Regions from separate parts of the Zea mays genome. Here regions 1 and 3 are each linked to region 2. A link is a contact called in public Hi-C data. All regions are on one chromosome and are shown on one strand. The core of a region is the stretch at or near the end of the contact, and the rest is flanking DNA. Distances in the headings are between cores, read along the strand shown.

Evidence for each region. Hi-C and Micro-C count contacts between places; a contact is called where the count stands out from the background.
Region 1: a Hi-C map of leaf shows a contact between it and region 2, with 5 times the contacts expected there. The contact joins the enhancer-like site here to the promoter of LOC103642697 in region 2. A contact is called at or near these places in 5 of 25 Hi-C or Micro-C datasets (ear, endosperm, leaf and 1 more).
Region 3: a contact with region 2 is called in a Hi-C map of ear, with 1.8 times the contacts expected there. The contact joins the promoter of LOC103641555 here to the promoter of LOC103642697 in region 2. A contact is called at or near these places in 2 of 25 Hi-C or Micro-C datasets (ear and endosperm).

What each region holds. Positions count from the first base shown.
Region 1 is chr10:108,869,258-108,872,873 of Zm-B73-REFERENCE-NAM-5.0, reverse strand. No RefSeq gene overlaps it. Among protein-coding and RNA genes, the nearest start is that of LOC103641559, 120 kb to the right of the region's middle. Within about 2 kb of position 1,468, at least 18 of the 20 cell types and tissues checked have an H3K27ac peak or open chromatin away from gene starts, as enhancers often do. A contact at or near this core is called in ear, endosperm, leaf and 1 more, where this site is marked.
Region 2 is chr10:108,739,493-108,743,219 of Zm-B73-REFERENCE-NAM-5.0, reverse strand. LOC103642697 (WPP domain-associated protein) reads right to left here and starts at 1,617. Exons shown (of 7, transcript XR_002265550.2): 1 at 1,187-1,617; 2 at 1-462.
Region 3 is chr10:108,585,847-108,589,677 of Zm-B73-REFERENCE-NAM-5.0, reverse strand. LOC103641555 (U-box domain-containing protein 12) reads right to left here and starts at 1,437. Exons shown (of 2, transcript XM_008664903.4): 1 at 293-1,437; 2 at 1-87. The coding sequence starts at 892.

The DNA.
Region 1 (3,616 bases), core at 219-2,718, 130 kb before region 2:
TTATTCGTAGCAATTCAACAAAAAGGGTATATGCAAAATTAACATCATACCAAACATCAGAACAAACTGCATAATAATAATTTACATGTTTCTACGAGATCGTGGGCTCGAGAACCACTAAATTCGGAGTTACGGTTATAAAGTTATGATTTTCTAAAGATTTAGGAGTCAGGTACAAAAGAAATTAAGTACATAGTTTCAATTTAGGTTTCATAACAAAATAAAGTTACCAAGGGATAAACAATATTATTATGGATCTAATGCAACTGGAACGCGTCAATTTGGAGACATATTCATAAAGTTATGATTTTCCTAAGATTTTATACTTATTCTTACATTGAAAACTATTTTCTAGATTTATCTTGGGTATTTTAATGTTTCCTGGACTGCTATTACTATTTCTAGGAAGCTCGGGGTTTGATTTGTAAAGTTCAGGACTAATCCGCAAGACTCTTCCACAGCCCCGGACGACGGGTTATTTTCTGAAATCCCAGAGGGGTCTTTTGCAAAACAGACGGGTCGATCTGTATCACGATATTTCCATCGTCCGATCGAACACTGGCGGCCCAGATTAGACGCACCCTTCAACCAAACCATTATCTATTTTGGGCCCTTGGATTCAGGATCCGCGGTCCGATCGGTGACCACGCCATAAGCTAATCCGAACCACTCGCCATAAGATCGAGGGTCCCGATTTAACCACTAAAGGGGTACGCGCCACAACTAATCTGAGGTGTCCCTCTTTAGATTAACGACACAGATCCTATCGCCTAAAGCGGTATCCAAAATCTAATCCCGACCGCTCCTATAGGGATCAACGGTCCACGACAAACCCCTTCTCCCTCGAACCCGAGTACAGCGGCGCCGGGCACCACCGCGGTGGCGCACTCGCTGGCGAGCAATGGGTCGGCCGCCTGGGGACCACATATCGAATACCGAGGGATTCTACACATAAAGAGGATGACGACGAGGAACAGAGATGGTTTCTTACCACAAATTTGGGCGTTAGCAGTGGTGTCCCCGGTGAGAAGCGACTTGGCGGCAGAGACAGAGCTTCGACGAGCAATTCCTTGCGCACAAAATGATTTCAGGTTCGGCCGGTCGGTGCACGAGATCCCAGAGTTCCTCGACTTTCACTCGTGGCTAAGAATCAAGGTTGATTCGACGGGGAGGTGAGTACGACTTGCAGCGGATTCCAAAGCTCCCTGCGCCAGCGACGGGGCATGGGGTACAGGTGCTGGCACCAAAGGATGGGTGAAGGGGATGCCGCGGCGGATAGATATATAGCCTCGCGAGGACGCCCATGGGGAAGATCCGAGGTTGGGCATAGGAATCTACTTGGGCGCGGTCGCGCTCGATCTGCGGCCTAGGTTGTTAGGAAGATGAAGCTGACATCCTAGGCCCCATGCCAGCGGCACATATGTCCATATGCGGAGGTAGGCGCTGGACACCAGGACCCACTTGACAGTGTTTTGCATTGGAGAAGTGGGCCAGTGCGGTAGGAAGGAGAGGTTGAGCAGGGGGCCCCCGCTATCAGCAACTCAATGTATTTCCGCAGACAAGGAGAAGGCGGAGGGGGGTAACGGGCCATGCGACTTGGGTGGGCCGAGCCATGGTCAGGATTTGGCCCAGCGCAAATTTTGTTTTTCTTATTTCTTTTCGATTTCCTGCTTTCCTCCTTTTTGTTTTAAATCCAAGTTGAATTCAAATCTAAGTTTATAATTTGAGACAAATGCTAAGCCAAAACACCAGAATGTAGTGCAATAATATTTTATTATTTTATTTATTTATATATTTATTGTTCCTATATAAGCATGTGTGTGTTTTTTATGCCATTCATACATACAAAGAAAATAGTATTTTCAAGGGTAGGTTCTTCCTAGTGAATTCCCTATGTTATAGAAGAATTTAAATTAAATATATATATTGGTAAAGAAGGACTTAATTAATTTAGGTTCCTCTTATTTTATCTTTTACTAGACAACACATTCATTTTGGGAGAAGTAAATTTAATGCAAGAAAATTTATTACTAGAAGGTATTTCAAATTCAAATTCTTTAGGAAGTTTTACTAGATTCTAACATTAGGATTCTTGAGGTCTTACAATGGATAACATGTCGCTGCAATCTAAGCCCAGTTAGAGCACATCAACACTTTACCTCGCATTGCGAAAAACATATTCGGTTATATATTTATTTCTTCTACTTCCCTCTAGGTCCACCTTAAGGCTCATGCGCCATATTTGGTAGACCATCATTTTCTTCATTTTTCCTCTATTGTATCTAGTTCGGGTTGGTACAACCAAGCCTCGCTAGAATTGTTTTCTCGGTCCCACCTACTTAACTTGGCATTGTGAAACGTATTTAGTAATATATTTATTCCTTCTAAATCTAGGATTAAATTTATTTCTCACTCCCATTTATTTTACCATGCCTTGCAAAAAACATGTTTGTCATATATTTATTTTTTCTACATCATGACACCAAATTTGGAAAACTCTCATACTAATTACCTTGGTTTCTTTGTGTTTCTTGTCTCTAGTTTTATGACCATGCCACCAAAGCCTCATTTATTTTTTTAGCCCTACTTGTGTTAAACCTTACGTTGTAGAATTTTTTTCTAACGTATTTATATTCCATCTATACATCTACGTCCCAAATTTGGAAACTCAGATACTCCAACTCCTTTTACCAGTTAGCCAAATCTGAAAAGGAAATTTTAATTCTCTTGTTTTTTACGTATTTCTCCAGAAACCCCTATATTATATAATCTACCATAATAATCAACAATCTATAGGTTGAAATACATGCTATAAGCTTGTGTTACCACATATGTATTTACTTTATGTGATTAGTGTCTAGTTTGCATATGTTGGGAAACCATCGTGAGAGTAGACACTCTTAGTTCTATACTACAAACCTAGGAGTGTTTCCTTGCCCTTTGTGGAGATGACCGACACAGTATATAAATCATGTGGTTTATGTTATTTTTTGAAGGAAAGTTGTTTATATGGATTGTAAGTGTTGTATATGTATGAAATATTGTTGCTTCTGCTGTTGATTGTTGTTCTCAAGGGGATGATGTAAAATCAATGCTAGCCACTCTTTCTTTCTTCTCTAACGCACCCACTTTCCACTTCATAGGCAAGAGGAAACACATGGAAAATTAGTACAACATCAACATAAAGTCCATAATGGCCCAAAAAACAAAAAATAGAATAGGACTATTCTATCCTAATGTGCTTTTGGCATAGCCCCCAGCTAGCTCGACAACAGACTTTGCCAACTAGCAACTCTCATGCATGACACTATTTGTTGTTGGTAAATACCACACCGCCGGCGCATAGAGTACAACAACACCTTAAATAGGCAGTCCTGAACCCCCTCACTCGCTGAGCAAGTAGCGATTGCTTGTAACCCGAGCGGGGGCAATAAGGTAGTGTGGATGTTAATTTTGGTGCATGTGCCTGGGTCTAGTGCTACAAACTGTGGACCACCCATACCAAGTTGTGTAGTGGGTTTCAGGTGCCTTTGCGAAAGCCTTTGCATCCCAACACCTAAAGTGGCGGACATTGCGTGAGGCTGGCTTCACAGAGCAGCGAGTACCGCCCACCACC
Region 2 (3,727 bases), core at 368-2,867:
CCCCTCGTCTATCTCAGTCAGCTTCCCAACATGGCCTAGTGTAGAGCACGGGTCATTTAGGTCACATTTATGAGCCACGTTATAGCTCTTGAGGACCCTTATATCCTCGATGAGCTTATTAAGCTGCTGATCGACTTCCACTTTCATCAAATCCAAGTATTCTGCGTAAGTAACTTCTACATTTGCATCCAAGAAGTGTTGATGCAGCCCTGACACTACAGTTGCAAATGGTTTGAAGTTGCTTGCGACACTAGAGCAATTATGACACGACAATCCTGGCGATGGCGCAGTTGCATCGTTGAACTCGATTAAACCATTGTTAAGCTCTGCAGAAGTCTTAGTGTCACTGGAAGCCGGTCTGTTGAGCAAGGACAGATCACCCTGGGCGGTAAACCATGATTGGTCAATGGTGACTGGTCTAGCCAATCTACCAAGAAATGGGTCCATTCTTTCATCCAACACCTGCAACATCGATCATATAAGATTCAACAGTTGATTGCACATTCAGAACACTAACTAGCTAAACCATTATGAATCTAAAACTCGATGCCTGGCATGAAAGCAGGAGATACTTAATTTCATAGGAAATGAAAGTTTAACAACAACAAGTATCGACTCACATGCATTACTGTTCTGAAATTCACTAACCGGTAGCGGTAGGATCCGTCCAGTAAAGTAAAGTAATAAATCAATGTAGACGGACTCTGGTGGCGGATGTGAAGTAACATGTAACATTGATAGCAGCAGGACGGGTAACAGAACGTGAACGCCAGTACATAGACAATTATTCCATACTTGCATTCCACACCACACTCAATCACACACAGAAGTGAGAAGCCACAGCCAGCTGCGGTAAGGCGTAAGGAAGTAACGGCAATACTGCAAGGTGAGATCAGTTTTGACCCGCTCTGTTCGTCACTTCGTCTCCCTTGTGATTTCCGAACTCCCGCACCAAAAGCAGAGCTTGCACTGGAGCAGTGAAGTTGCCTGACTGGAATCGCTCATCCGCCTCGATCCAAAAAAAAAACTGACAAAAACGCCGGCAAAGCGCCTCAAACCACACGCACGACATCCCCGCTCCGAACGGCACCAACCAATCCGAAGTTCCGAAAAAACGAAACCCCAGAGGCCCTGAACCACCACAAAATCCTGAACAACACAAGCGCGGCGGCACGGAGTCACTTACAGGCTGGATCCGAGCCATTGGCGGCGCAGCGGGGGCGGCTGCTTGCCTGCTTTAGCACCTCCTCGGCGCCGTTGCAGACGGCACGCGGCACGGGGGCTCAGTTGTTCCGCAGCCCTCAGCGAGGTGGCAGGAAGGGCTGCCGGCCTGGGGACGAAGGCGGCAGTACAAGAGGAGGGCGTTGGTGAATCGGAGACTGGTCGCAGTGAATTCGTTTGGATTTGTGCGGGCGATCGCGAGGAGGAAGACGACGCCGCGGCCGCTCTTCCTCACGACCAAGTATATGCTAGAGAAGCGAAGGAAGAACGAGTCGTCAGCTCACCGCGCCGCGGGAGGAGGGTAAAACTGGCATCGGGCGCGGCGCGTAACGGCCGTCAGCCTGCTGGAGTAGCTGCTGGTCAGTGGGCCCGCTGAGAACGGGCCCGCAAGGCGGTGGGGGTGGTTGGGAAGATGGGACGTGTTGTAGTGTGTGATGGCCGGTGTATGTGGGGAGGTGGGGCCCGGCCGTCGGCGGTAGTGGGAGCGCGTGGTGTGCTGAGCTGGATGGGTCATTGGGTTGCGGGGGGCGCGCCTCAAGATCCGAGCGGGGTTTGAGAGCGGCCGTCGGATCGGCCTCCGGGATCGTTGTGAGGGCAGGCCGGTTCCGGCTTTGCCTGCACAAGTGGACACTGTACAGCTGGTTTTTGTTGCTTCCATCTCTTTGTCATTTTCTACTCTCTCTAAACAAGAAAAAAGTACGTGTAAGTTATACATTTCAAAAGACATTACACGACCTGTTTTCACTGAAATTGTCAGTGTGTAGATGGGAAGGGAGCTAAGCTGAGAAGTCTCAGTTGCCACTACTTGGCCATGTGTTTACTGATCTGCGTCTGATTTGTTTCAATTAAGAAAAAAGGTACTGGGCTTGGATCTACAGATTTGTTTTCAGCTATTCTAGTACTATACTAGTATAGGAGTAGATCGTCTGATCTGGAGATTTTGGCGCTTGGCATGTTCACATGATCACATCAGCTGATTGACCGTCGGCACAAGAGATGTGGTTTCTTTCATTGCGCAAATCTCGCCATCAAAGTGATGTGTGACGTGATACTGTGGTAGGCCATACGATTGATCTTTAAATATAGATAGCAAGATTTCGCATGGTAACAATTCACAAATGTGAATCAAACGGCACCTTGTGTGAACAGGTCAAACATTCAGTCACCAAGAACTCTTTTCGTAAAATCGTAAGTCACAAATGTTAAATCAACCAGCTCCTTGTGTGAATTAATGGTGAAAATGGGTGACATGCACATTGTGATGTATTCCTCCAGCGCGGCAAATGTCTCACAAGATCTGCACGAAGCTGCCGGAAAGTGTGGGTCACTTACATATTTATTGTACCACCTGCCCGAAACATGGGAGATTAGCTACACTTCGGAGCCATATTTACAGATCACTGACACCTATACAGATCACGAGATGTGTGCTGGTATGGTACCAGGTGAAACAAGCTCTTCTTTTTGTCGCACCTGCATGCTGGTGGAGGTTGCATGTCCTGTCCACAAGGGCAGCGGAAAAGGTGACGAAAAGGTGGAGAAGTCCACGGAACGTTAATTCTTTTTACCTGAGAAACTGGTGCAGATGGCCTAGGGCGGACCAGACAACCAACAATTAGATGGAGCAGCAATCATGCAAGAATGCAGGGCCGTAAGACCAACATTAACATATATATTAATTTGTGTCCCCAGCAGAATAAACGGGGGGTCAGTGGAGACGATAGTATCTGCCTTTCTGAAAATCAATTCTGTCCTCTCTGATAGGGTGGACAAAGTTGAGTAGGCCAATATAGTTATGGATATAGATGGTCATAGGGGTGAAAACGGGCAGATACGGACGGATAGTAGCTCATCCTGTATCCTACTCTAATGTATTTAAAACAGATTCGGAATCGGATACGGATAGTTAGAAACGGGACGGATACGGATACAGGGACCGGATATTTATCCGGGCAGATAAGTGACGGATACGGATATTATTTGATCAGATATCGGATACTTGTCGGATAATGCATTAATTGGTTATCATAAAATATTCTTGTTCGACCACGAAATTGCAAGTAAATTAATACTAATAAACATTTAATAGAAGATAATCTCAAGTTCCCACATAAAAATGGTAAAGTGAAGTATTGATTATGTTGAAACTTGATACTTAGAGTGATTTCACGTGTACCCACGCAATAAGTGGAAATAAAATAGAAGAAACGTTGACATCCTGTGGATTTTATGGTCTCATTATTTTTTATGACCATATGTGGCCATATGTTGTACCTTCGTATAATTTCATAGATTTCTGAGGCTATTTGTACATTATATTCAAATATTAATTATAAAATTGCAAAAAAATCTTACCAAAACAAATAAACATTCTATTCAAATAAAACCTCAAGTCTCCACATGAAAATGATAAGTGAAATATTAATTATGTTGAAACTTCGATACATAAAATGATTTCACGTGTAACTCACGCAATAAGTGAGAGTGGAATAGAAGAAACACCAAC
Region 3 (3,831 bases), core at 188-2,687, 150 kb after region 2:
CATGGTGTACGGGACAAGCTCGCCAGTGACGGGACAGATGCGCCCGTTCTTCTTCTGCCATTTCTCCAGAGCTGAGCGATCAACTGTCTGCAGCCACAGCCACGGAAGAGTCTGCTATCAGTATCTAACTGATTAAAACACATAGCCTCAACAATTTCAGACAGCAGATTTTTCAGATTGGCACATTGCAAGAGACCCAACATTAAGAAACTTGTTTGCAGATTGGCACATTTCTGTCATCCAACACTAAGAAACATGTTTGCAGAAATATATAATTCAAGAACAAGCGTACCAGGACCGCCACGAGAACAGAGCCGATGAAAGATTCATCGCACCTTTCCGGAGGCGATGACGACGGGGTTCTCCATGACCTTGTTGGAGATGGGGCAGATGAAGAACTCCGGCACGCCCACTGGGCCGATCCAGCGCTTCCTGGCGTCGGCGCCGTGGTGGAGCTCGACGTCCGACGCGTTCTCCAGGGCCCGGAACGCGCACTCGAAGAGGTCGATATGCGGTGGCGGGCTGTTCTCGTCGCAGCAGAGGCCCGTGAACCACTCGAGCTCGGAGACCGCCTCCACCGTCCGCATCCACCGCTCCAGCCCCGCGAGGTCGAGCAGCCGCCGGTTGACGAGGAGCTCAGTCTTGATCGCTTCGGTCCTGGGCCCGGTGTTGGCGCCCATGGTTGCGTCCAGAAGCTCGGCCGCGGCCTTGCCCGTCCTCGCCTCATCGGAGCCGACGAAGGCGTCAATAACCTCCGCCCCATCGACGACCAGCGGAGCCACGAGCTCCTGGAACGAGAAAGCGACGGAGCTCTGGTCCACCTGCGGCTCCTCCTCGTCCGCCCCACCTCCCTCTCCTCCTCCGGGACCAGAGTCGCCCGTGTCGGCGCCATCCCACGATTCGAGAGTGGGAAACCCCTCCCTCATCTTGGCGATGATCTCCTTGACGCCGGTGCCATCCACACCGTCGCTCGCGGGAGCATCGGCGCCGGACCTTCTTGGCGTTGGAGATCGCCGGATCGTCCGCACAGAGCTGCCCATCCTCGTCGCCATTATTGTGACGCGGCGCGGCGAGGGCGACCTCAACCCTGAGGAGGCCGCCAGACCGCCGCGGTGAGGAGAAGGCGACCTCGATCCCGGTGATCGCGGGGGAGGCAAGGGTCGACCGCCTGGAGGAGAACGCGGCCTCGCCGTCCGCCTGCGCAGCGTGGACTCCTCCTCGTCGATCCCCTCCTCAGACCAGTCCATGGGCGGCGATGCTGCTGGCGTTCTTGGCCTCTTCCTGGGAGGGGTAGAGGAGTTTTGGGAATTGGGTGTACGGCTTTTGGCGGCAAGGTGGGCGCCGGGCGGAGACGAATTCAGCCCAGGGCCAGGCGCAGTTTGGGGAGATATAGGGCCTACTTAGATCCGCTTCGTGCCGGATTTTGGTATTTTTAGAATCGACTTATGCTTACCGTAGTGTTTATTTTGAAAAATCAATCTATTCTAGATGAAGTGGTCCATTATGAGGTGATTTTATAAATTTGGTGTAATAAGCTTATTTCTTATATTATTACTAATTATTAGCCTACGAGGAATAAAATAATGATAGATCAACTCATATTATTTAACAAACCAAACAAAAAATTGAAGAGTGAGAACATGATGGACCTCGTTCCTCAAACTAAACACGCTACAGATATTTCACTTTTGTTTGTTTGTGTGAAATCATTTTTAATTATTTAAGTTAATGTGAATGTAGAATATATCGAGTCATCAGGATGAGAAGAAACTCCTACGGATCATTCAACTTCCTCCGCATCTAAGTCCAAAGATATTCAGATTCTTGTGACACCTCGATTTTCTAAAAATCCAAATTATTAAAAAAGTATTTTAGAAAAAAAGTTGTACCAAACAGGCGAGGCGACATAGAGATGAAAACATATATCCGAATAGTTAGAACAAATATAATATTTTAAACTAGGTATATATGAAATTTGATGCTAATATTTTCTTATGTTATAAAACATATTATAAATAAGAATAGAATTTTGCTTATTTTTATCCATTATTTGCTCCCTACAACAACAAAAAATGAAAAAAATATATGCATATGTTTCTGATTGTATCCCGATTTTATATCTATCATTTAAGAATATATATATGATAAATTTAAGGTTTATCTTTTATAAATATTTATAAGTTTAATGATAATAAACAATAATATGAATTCACATAGCTGATTCTATTTCTATTTATATACAATAAAAAACAAAAAATAGTATCCAAATAATTATCCATCTTCATTCTGCCAATACAACATCGATAGCCTCTCACGCTATTCTTTATGTTTCTTTTTTATATCTATTTTCCTCTCCTATATCTTTTATTCTTCTCTAACAATATTATCTATATCTCATCTTCTATATATCAAATACTCAGTTATGAACTTATTTTGCTGCAGATTTCTATACATATATTTTTTGTCACACTCTCAAACATCTTATACATATTTTAGTTTTCCTTTTGTTTTCATCTCCCTTCGGCAACTCGATCTTAAAATTATGACCTCATCATTGACGACGGATTCAACCTAGTGAACTATGTTGGCCTTTTGATTTGCCATCGTAATTGTTTATTGGTTTTTTTACCTATGCACGTGGAGTTATATTAACAAATTTTTAATCTCTAGCTGACTAGTTGTGGCAATTGTGTATCACCAGCGGTTGACGCATGCACTCTCTTAATCTATCTTTATTGCGGAGTGGAAAAAAGGCACCAAAATAAAAAAAATCGTCGGTTTTTTGTTTAGGGAATTGGTAAATAATTGCCAAACATAGAGAGGAAATGAGGTTAGATGAGAAGTAGCTAAATTTAGAAAGTTGTTTACAATCAAATTGTGATTGGTAAAATGACAAGTTCTAAGGATAATTATAAGTCATCAAGACATGTTAAAAGACGATTGAAGTCTATCAGAAAGTTGAGAAACTCGGGAGTTATGAGTGTGACTTATATTTCAATAGATAAAAATCTGGTAGATCCTTTTACGAAGGGACTGTCACGTAATGTGATAGAAATCACATCGAGAGAGATGAGTATGAGACCCATATAAGTTGCCGTGGTGGAAACCCAGTCTATGTGATCGGAGATCCCATGAATTAGGTCATGGGAAGAACAAACCATTGGTAAACCGAGGAGAGTAACTTTTGACCCTCTCTAAGTAAAGATACAATACTCTCAAACGTTGTAAGGTAAGTTGGCTTTGAGCCTTATGTGTTCTATTGGCTTTTCTTAGTAAAGATGTTGTCCTGTAGAACATTCTTGAAAGAACACACCTATATGAGCTCGATTATCTAACGCCGCAGTCTATGAGATATGAGTGATCTCTAGTAAACTCATGAAAAGACCTTGGAGTACGACATATATGCTCCACTCGAGAAGGGGACTACTGGTAGCCAGGTGCTGGTTATGGCTTTGAGTGCAACCCATTCACACAAAACCTGCAATTCAATGCATAGTTTATTGTCCAAGTTGTAGGTTAGTATACCTTGGAGTTCTAGGTGGAAGTTCAACTTAACAGTCTCTATTGAAACACTAGTATGTTATACAGTAGTGAATAGTGACAAAACTATATATAGACATTTGAGATTTGGTGAGAGATTGTTGGGTTAATTCCCTTGACCTAATTGAGAAATTCAATTAAATCCTAAGAAAATCACAAAAGCCCATGTATGGCAAGGGAGATAGCTAATACTTGGTTGTTAAGCAAATAGTGCTTATTGAGAGCACCTAGAGGGGGGTGAATAGGTGCTCTTGTAAAACTTAAAACTTATTGCTACAAAAACTTGGTTAA